Linked DNA regions of Mus musculus: regions 2 and 3 are each linked to region 1. A link is a contact called in public HiChIP or PLAC-seq data. All regions are on one chromosome and are shown on one strand. Each heading gives the region's core, a stretch centred on a gene start, on an enhancer-like site or on the middle of the called end of the contact. The rest is flanking DNA. Distances are from core to core; before and after follow the strand shown.

Region 1 (2,790 bases), core at 86-2,585:
ATCCATCCATCCATCCATTGATCCATCCATCCATCCATCCATCCATCCATCCATCCATCCATCTATGCATCCATCCATTTACCAATCCATCCATCCTTCCATCCATCCATCCACCCATCCATTCTTTCATTCAACAAGTATTTGTTCTGCACATAAACAGTACTAGGTAAAATTATAATAATGTATAGGCATAGCCTTCATGTGGTGAGAAAAATAAGCAGATAATAAGGAGAATGACCAGAAATTATAGAAGGGCCGATGAAGGGAAGGTATAAGGTGATTGGTGGTTATGGATTCAGAATGAAGAACAAACATTTGGGGTGCGTTTGAAAAGTTTGAAAGAACTGCAAACAGTTGGATTTAAACCCGCAAGTGGGGGAAGAGGTCTAGGAGGGCAATACACATTCATTATTCAGAACCATAAAACCAAAAAGAAAAGAGAAAAGGAGCACAGAGGAAAAAAATACAAAAACAAAACAAAAAACCTGTACACACATCGAGAGACTCAAACACGTACTTGTGAATAAGCAGTTGGTGGGATGTTGCACGTGCCCATGTGTTGTTAGGACCCGAACCTAGGGCAAGTACTCTAGTGCTGAGCTAAATTCCAAGCCCTTATTTTGTTTCTTTTGGTTTTTTTTTTGTTTTTTTTTTTTTCGAGACAGGGTTTCTCTGTGTAGCCCTGGCTGTCCTGGAACTCACTCTGTAGACCAGGCTGGCCTCAAACTCAGAAATCCGCCTGCCTCTGCCTCCCAAGTGCTGGGATTAAAGGTGTGCGCCACCACGCCCGACTATTTTGTTTCTTAATGTATGTACTCTTAACATGTATGTATTATGTGTGTATGCATGTGTGTGTATGTGGTATATGTCTTGTATACAAATGATAAAGCTAATACTATAAACAAACAAACAAAAGTAAATGGGCTGGTGAGATTCCTGCTCAGGTTGTAAAGATACCTGCTACCAAGTTTCACCTGAGTTCCATCTCTGGGTCGAAAGAGAGCGGCGACTCTCCCAGGCTATCCTCTGACCTCCACATACAAGTTCATGCGCATGCACACACAAACAAAATTACTTTAAAAAAATTCTTTAAAAAGTTCATTCCCACATCTGTAATCAGAGGTCAGAAAGCGGATTGCAGCGGGTTTGAGGTCAAGACTGCAGAGACTGTCTCTAAGAGGGAAGCGGGGCGGGGCATATAGCTCATTCCATACAGTGCTTGCCTTGCTTGCACAAAGATTTTAGTAGTTTTAAAACGCTTCCGCGGCGCCTTGCCTCCACCCAGACTACATTTCCCAGAATGCTGCACAAAAACCTCTCGAGCCGGAAGTTGCTCTATCGATTCCGGCGCAAAGAGCGTCTGGTAATCATGGCTGCAGTCAGAACACCGTTGTCGCTGTGGAGGTTCCAATTGGGCTCTCGGCGAGCACGGCGGGTCTGTACTCGGGCCACAGCCCAGCGCCACCCCGATGCTCTGCTCGCGACGCGGCCCCAGCCATTCGAGGTGGGGCAGCCTCGCCGCCTGCTCAGCTCCGAGGCAGGTGAGTGACCGCCAGAACTCTGCTGAGCGCCCGGGAAACTTAGAGCTTGCTCTAACGAGTGAAGGCGGCTTGTCAGACTGCGTGCGGCTTCCGTCCGTCCTTGCAGAACTTATCTAAGTCCTCATTCATTCATTCATTCAGTCACTAGTGCTTGCGTGCCGCCCCTTGCAAAGCATTACACTACATTAGCTTGGGGCATGCTGTAGGGTTGACCTGGACTCTGTTATCCCAGTGGCGATTGGCAGAGTTCTGTGATCCAGGCTACGTCGGGCATGGGGGGAGGGGGGGGCGGAAAGCACTTAGCTGCCTTTCAAACTATGTTGGACGCATAGGGATGAATCCCAGGGAAAATACGGGCAACGCTGCCACCAGGCTAACCATGCTAAGGTTAAAAGAACAAGAGGACACCATAATAAGCAGAGGTATAGAGAAGAAACTGAACGCTGGTATTTTGGGGGAACGTATTTTGGAGTTAGGATTGATAATGTCTAAGTAAGTGTCCAGGTTTTGATGGTAAGCAGTTGAATGGAGACTCGTGGCAAGCTAGAGAACATTAATGGTAGAAACAGTTTATGTGGTTGATTTTTGAGTTTGGATTGATGACTCGGTAAAATGAAAATTAAAAAACGGGAAAGGAGGCGGAATTTTGCTTGTTTTGTGTTGAAGTTGAGATGTCTTTGTTATTCCAGGGTCAGTATACAGTTAGATACAAATTGAGGCGCACTGGAGTAAAAAAACGATCACTAGAGTCGAGCAGGTGCGTGAGCTTGTCTCAAGACAGTGTAGTGCTGAGCATGTATATAGTTACTGGAGCTTGTGGGTGACCATGAGAATAAACACAGGAGTTTGGTCTTCAAAGAAACGTTCTCGTTAGTTTTGTGTCAACTTGACACAAGCCAGAGTTATCTGAATGGAAAGAAATGCCTCCATAAGATCCAGCTGTAGGACATTTTCTTACTTAGTGTTTGAGGTGGGAGGGCCCAGTCCATTGTGGGTAGTGCAATGCCTGGGCTGGTGGTGGTCCTGGATTCTATAAGAAAGCAGGGGGAGCAAACCAGTAAGCAGCACCCCTCCATGGCCTCTGCATCAGCTTCTGCCTCTGGGCAACTTGTGTTTGTGTCCCGACTTCCTTCAACGATAGACGACTACACTGTGGAAGTGTAAGCCAAACCCTTTCCTCCCCAGCTTGCTCATGGCCATGGTGACTCATTGCAGTAATAGAAACCCTAACTGGGACAGAGACTAAATC
Region 2 (2,790 bases), core at 135-2,634, 350 kb before region 1:
CGAACTGCAGGCCGGGCGCGCTCGTGGGCGCGGGTGCCGGGGGCGCGGCGGTGGCCGGGCTGGCGGGACTGAGCTGACCCGGGGGAGGCGCGGCAGCCCCGTGGTGTGGCGGGGCTGGCGGGGGCGCAGCGGCCGCGTGCAGATGATGTGCGTGAGGGTGCGGGTGAGGGTGCGGCGGCGGTGGCGGCGGCGGTGGTGCGGCAGGAGGGCCCCCCAGGCCGTTGTAGGAGTTCACGACGCCCGGAGGCAGCGCCATGCTCTGCACGCGCGAGTACGGCCCGTAGGAGGCGGCGGGGCCCGCCAGCCCCTTGACCACCGCGGCTGCACCGGGGCTGCCCGGGCCGGCGGCTGCAGCGGCTGCAGCAGCGGCCGCCGCAGCCGCCGCCATCTGGCAGGAGGCGTAGGGCATGGGCGAGGGAGGCTGCGGCAGGGGCCAGGAGTTGTTGAGGAACCCCGATTGCAGGTACTTGGGTGGCGCCAGGTAGCCATAGCCATCGGCCCCAGCTCCGGGCACGCCGCAGCCACCCGCCGCTCCTCCGCTCCCGAAGAGCCCCTTGCCGGGCTGGAAGTGAGCGGGCGGCGGCCGGAAGGGCCGCTTCATGCGGCGGCGGCGCCGGTAGTTGCCCTTCTCGAACATGTCCTCGCAGGCCGGGTCGAGCGTCCAGTAGTTGCCCTTGCGCTCGCCGCCGCCCTCGCGCGGCACCTTGATGAAGCACTCGTTGAGGCTGAGGTTGTGGCGGATGCTATTCTGCCAGCCCTTCTTGTTCTTCTCGTAGAACGGGAACTTGGCTATGATGTACTGGTAGATGCCGGACAGAGTGAGCCTCTTCTCGGCGCTCTCGCGGATCGCCATGGCGATGAGCGCCACGTACGAGTACGGGGGCTTCTGCGCGGGGTCTGGTTTCTCCGGTGTTGTCCCGCCTCCCTTGCCGGGACTCGGCGGCGACGCCTCGGCCTCTTTGACTGCGCGTCCGCTCTCCGGAGCCAGCAGGGTCCCCGCCGTGTCTTCGGGCTCGGGGTAGCTGGCCATCATGACAAAAGCCGGCTCTCCGCGGCCGGGCAGCCCGGAGGCTGTGCTCTCCTGGTGCAGGCTCGCCTTGCAGGCGGGCGCAGGAGTGTGCGCTCGGCGCAGAGCCTCTAACTTCTGCAGGCTGCGGGGACCGGAGGCCTCGCGCGGCTCTCACTCTCTTCTCTTTTCCCCCCGGGGAGCGGTCTGCGGGAGTGGAAGTCAGCCTCTGGCCATCGGGAGTCTGCCCAACAGCGAGGGGCTCCGGCCCCGCCGCCCCTCCCCGCCCAGGCCAGTCCCCGCCTCGGTGGGTTTTCTTGGCTGAGCTCTCCCCTCCCCCCACCGCCCGGTTTCCCCGAGGCGCGACCCGCGTCTCTGGCGCAGCCGCCTCCTGGAGTCCCTAGTGCGCCAGGAGCCTCGCTCCGTTCTGATTCGTATGGGCTCCGCAGAGTTCCGCTTGCGTCAGGGGCCTTCGCCCCTATAGCGGGGCAGCCAGCAGCGCACGGGCGAGTTCATCTCTAAGTCTCCTTTTTTTTTTAAACGGCCGGCAGAACTTGGACCGGCCTTCCCGAGCCTCCGGAGCCTCCCGGGCCCAGCCAACAGCCTGCCTCACGCTCTTACGAGTCTTGAAAATCTGCGGGTGTTTGCTTCGCCGAAAAGCCCTGGTTGGGGCTCGCTGCGCCCTGCCAGTGCCCCGGGAATGCTGACCCCAGCGAGGAGAGGTGATCCAAGCCTCTGGGCAGCTTTCAGGTGAAAGAAAACAAAACCCTTTGCTCTGTGCTTCGGGCTGTGCTGGGGCTAGACTTCTAGCTTTGAGGCTTAGGGAGGGGCGAGATGGCAAGGGGGCCGGACCGGGGTGGAGTGGCCGAACTTTGCGGCAGCTGGAGGTAAACCAGCTCAGAGCTCGTGTCACGGAAGGCAGAAGCTTCGGCCTGCTCTGTCCCTCGAGCTCTCTGAGCCCAATTGAGGCTGGGGAGAGGATCGCTGGGAAGAGACACCCAGGAGTACCGCTCACTGGCATCGGACGTTTCGCTTCTCTGTGCTGAGGTGGATGTAGGGACCAGCTTTCTCCTTGGAACTCGCCTTGCAATCCCACAATTTGGGTGTGTGTTTTAAAGATCAAGTGGTATCCCTTGTACTCTGGCTTGGACACAGACGAGGATGTTGCTGAGGGGCTTTGGGGACTGTTGCGTGCACAAGTGTCACGCGTGGAAGGCACGGGGCAAAAATCTGTTCTTAAAGACACACGTGATACTGCGCAAGTGTGCTGTTCAGAAACCCAGGTATGCTTATATATGTACAATGTGTGAGACTTGTATTTGCTTATTTTTGCTTAGTGAGGTGTATGAATCAAGCACCAGAGTACATGGTTGTATCCATGAACATGGTTCGTGGATACAACCTCTTTTTTTTTTTTTTTTCCTGTCTTCCTTTGTCCTTCCTACCCTTACAGCCGTTACCTGCATCTTCTCCTTCCAGCATAGGTAAGGAAGGAAAACCACAGGCTGGGGAGGCGCTTTCTCGCGTCCCAGTCACGAATGGACAGTAGTCTTTCCCCTTGTTTTTAAGATAATAGCCGAAGTCTGGTGGGGATCCAGTTACATCTCCGAAAATAGAAAACGGACTTAGAGGAATTCCTTCCGTGCCAGCACAACATCAGGTGTGCCCTGTCACTCAGCCTTAACACAGGTTTGCAGTCTTGGAAGTGTGAGAGAGGCTGAGGAAGAGTGATCAGACACGTTGTGAAGGATAATGGTCTGAATGAATGATGTGTGCCAGTCACA
Region 3 (2,790 bases), core at 176-2,675, 260 kb before region 1:
TGAAAACAGCCGGCAAACTTCACCATGAATCACACTTACAATGAAGGAACTGAAATGGGAGACTATTCCAAGGAGCTTTGGAGATGGCTTTGAACCCTGTACATGCAAGTGAGGTAACCATTATAGCACATGATGGTGTTGGGTAGTTTTCTAGGAGAGTAGCCCGGAACAACAGAGAGGTAGATAAGTCGTGTCCAAATCCTCAAAAATTCACGGGAAAACACTAAAGGCCACCAAGAACTTAAGACACCTACTAATTTCTTTGTTAGAGAAGAAACAGGTGTTGGGGATTTTACCACTTGAATTTCTAGGAACTTTTAGGGCCTCGGGAAGAGTCCTTTGGGTCAGCAAGGCTTTAATTCTAACATCATGGGGCCTAAGTGCCTTGCAACTAGGGGTAGAGAAGCCCCTCAAAGATTTGTGCAGGGCAGTTCATTCATAGACCAGTCGCTTCCGGGCCCTGCGAGGAGCCCGGGGAGAGCATGGAGGGCATGGCGGAAGCTGCTCTTGGGGATTCCGGGAAGGAGATGGAGGCAGAGGCTGCAGTGGTGAGCCAGGGAAGGGTCCCAGCATGTTGATGTCCAGTTCCCAGATGAACCTAGGAGAATATTGCTCTGCTCCAGTGGAAGGCCCTGGGACTTGGTCCTGAGACAAAGGACTGGGCACCCCTGGGATGGAGGAAAAGTTCCCATTGGCCTGATCATCTGGAGGGCTAGCCCAGTGCTCCAGAAATTCCAAGTCTGCATCCTCATCACAGACATCCTCTTGGTAGAAGTACTCACAGAAAGTTTCCTCCTGGAGACCGACTAGATGATCCTGGGGCCCGTCCTGGGCAGCGGCTCCCTGCGGGCTGATGGCCACGAATCCAGGCTGTCCAAAATGGGTGGAGTCTTGGAGCCCCTCGGGGACCAGGAGGATGGTGTGTCCTTGGAGCGACACTTGCAGTACCGAGGTGGGCTCTGGCTCCAGCAGCAGGTCGACGCCGTCCAGGGGCAACTGCAGGGCAGAGCCGGCGGCCAGGAACACCACGGAGGTGGTGGGCTCGGCGGGCGCTTCCAACTCGGGCTGAGCCAGGGGCTCTGGGCACGCGGGCTCCTGGTGGAGGCGGCGGCGCTTGGCAGGGCTGGGTGCTGGTGTCTGCGGTGACCAGCAGGGCGCGGGGTCGGCGCTGGGGCTGCGGGGCCTGGTGCGCAGCATGATGGACGGCTCTGTGGGGCTGGAGAGGCGCGGGTGCGGGGTGCAGAGCGGGCAGGTGCGACGGCGCGGGCGGAGCGGCTACAGTCTCGTGCTCTGCAGCTCTGCGCTTGGCCTAGTGGATATTGCGTACGCAAGGTGGGTCACTTACTAGATGCCAATCAATTTTCAGAAGATGAACCGGAACCCAAGTTCAGACGGAAAAGGTCAGGTTAGGCTGCACCTCTGGAAGCGGGAGTCCTGGAGGCTCCGCCCCAGGAGTGTCAGGCTGGCCAATAGACTTGGCTGTAGTTGGGAAATACATTTTTTGACCTATAGGAGGCAGAACTGGTTGCGCAGTTTGTCTCACCCGGAATAGAATTTCAAGATGGCTCAAGATTAGAACTTCTACGGTTTCGGGCATTCTAAAAATCACTGAGAAACTTGCACCATCCCACCAAACCACACTCCGTTAAATGCCACGGGAAATTGCTTTAGCGCGGTTTAGAGAATGGGTTACTAGGTAGTCCGGGCGGATGTGAGTAGTCACACCTGAAATCGTCTTTGTCCCACTCATAAATCCCGGGTTCTAGGGCCTAGGTAAAGGAACTCTGAGGCAAAGACGAGCTGCTGAGTGGCATATGGGCTCAAAACCAAACCAAACTACACCAAAACAAGTCTGGTCCAGAGAGGGTTCAACAGAACTCTCTCTCGTTGCCTAGCCTGATTGATGAACTGAATTTGATCTCAGTCTTACATGGTGACACTGTGGCACACACATTCACATAAATAAACGTAATAAAAAATATTAAAAAGAAAAATCAAAAGTAAAAATGCGCGGGGGGGGGGGTGCGTAGAAAAAAGGGTCTTTTGTATGCTATGCATCCCGGACTTCTTATCTAGAAGACTGACTTTGAACTTTTTGTTTGTTTGTTTGTTTTTGTTGTTGTTGTTGTTTTCGAGACAGGGAGTTTTTAAAAAAAAGATTTACTGTAGCTGTCTTCAGACACTTTTTCTTCTCTCTCAGTCCAAAGATTTGTTTATTTATTATCTCTAAGTACACTGTAGCTGTCTTCAAACACCCCAGAAGAGGGCATCAGATCTCATTACAGATGATTGTGAGCCACCATGGGATTTGAACTCAGGACCTCTGGAAGAGTAGTCAGTGCTCTTAACCGCTGAGCCATCTCTCCAGCCTGACTTTGAACTTTTAACCTTCTGCCTTGGACTCCCAAGTACTGAGATCATAGCCGTGTACCACAAGTGGATTTATGCCATGCCTGGAGTTAAATACAGCCAGGGCTTTCTTATATCACTTGCATGCTCTGCTCATGGAGGCCAGAAGAGGGCACTAGATCCCCCTGCAACTGGAGCTACATATAGTTGTGAGCCTAGGTCAGGGTGTTGGAAATCAAACCTGAGACTGCTGGAATATCAACAAGCACTCTTCATGGCTGAGGCGTCTCTCCAGCTCCCTTCCTCCCCCTTTAAAAAACTGTATTATTATTTGTGTGTGTATGAATTCATGTAAATGCTTTTTTGCATCATTTCTACCCCCTTTTCTCCCTTGTGTTTTTCTCAAATTTATGACCTCTTCTTTAATTGTTACATATGTTT

Evidence for each region. HiChIP or PLAC-seq counts read pairs in DNA pulled down with a chosen protein or histone mark.
Region 2: an H3K4me3 HiChIP or PLAC-seq map of embryonic stem cells shows a contact between it and region 1, with 47 read pairs. The contact joins the promoter of Foxl2os here to the promoter of Mrps22 in region 1. A contact is called at or near these places in 21 of 39 promoter capture datasets (the 3T3-L1 cell line, the C10 cell line, the HPC-7 cell line and 12 more), 4 of 15 datasets of contacts at CTCF or cohesin (embryonic stem cells, hippocampal excitatory neurons, pro-B cells and 1 more), 72 of 484 Hi-C or Micro-C datasets (3T3-L1-derived adipocytes, B cells, the C10 cell line and 38 more), 21 of 115 datasets of contacts at active chromatin or transcription factors (T-cell acute lymphoblastic leukemia, Th17 cells, craniofacial prominence and 12 more) and 3 of 9 other capture datasets (adipose tissue, embryonic stem cells and liver).
Region 3: an H3K4me3 HiChIP or PLAC-seq map of stem cell-derived neural progenitor cells shows a contact between it and region 1, with 2.3 times the contacts expected there. The contact joins the promoter of Prr23a3 here to the promoter of Mrps22 in region 1. A contact is called at or near these places in 14 of 39 promoter capture datasets (the 3T3-L1 cell line, the C10 cell line, the HPC-7 cell line and 7 more), 5 of 15 datasets of contacts at CTCF or cohesin (embryonic stem cells, large pre-B cells, pro-B cells and 1 more), 34 of 484 Hi-C or Micro-C datasets (the G1E-ER4 cell line, the HL-1 cell line, Sertoli cells and 6 more) and 6 of 115 datasets of contacts at active chromatin or transcription factors (the 230-238 cell line, embryonic stem cells and stem cell-derived neural progenitor cells).

Annotation. Positions count from the first base shown.
Region 1 is chr9:98,600,224-98,603,013 of GRCm38.p6, reverse strand. It overlaps Mrps22 (mitochondrial ribosomal protein S22), which reads left to right and starts at 1,335. Exons shown (of 8, transcript NM_025485.3): 1 at 1,335-1,541. The coding sequence starts at 1,370.
Region 2 is chr9:98,953,904-98,956,693 of GRCm38.p6, reverse strand. It overlaps Foxl2os (forkhead box L2, opposite strand), which reads left to right and starts at 1,384. Exons shown (of 8, transcript NR_003248.3): 1 at 1,384-2,289; 2 at 2,460-2,490; 3 at 2,576-2,666. Foxl2 (forkhead box L2) reads right to left here and starts at 1,087. Exons shown (of 1, transcript NM_012020.2): 1 at 1-1,087. The coding sequence starts at 1,033.
Region 3 is chr9:98,863,402-98,866,191 of GRCm38.p6, reverse strand. Prr23a3 (proline rich 23A, member 3) reads right to left here and starts at 1,425. Exons shown (of 1, transcript NM_028033.1): 1 at 1-1,425. The coding sequence starts at 1,197. The coding sequence ends at 433.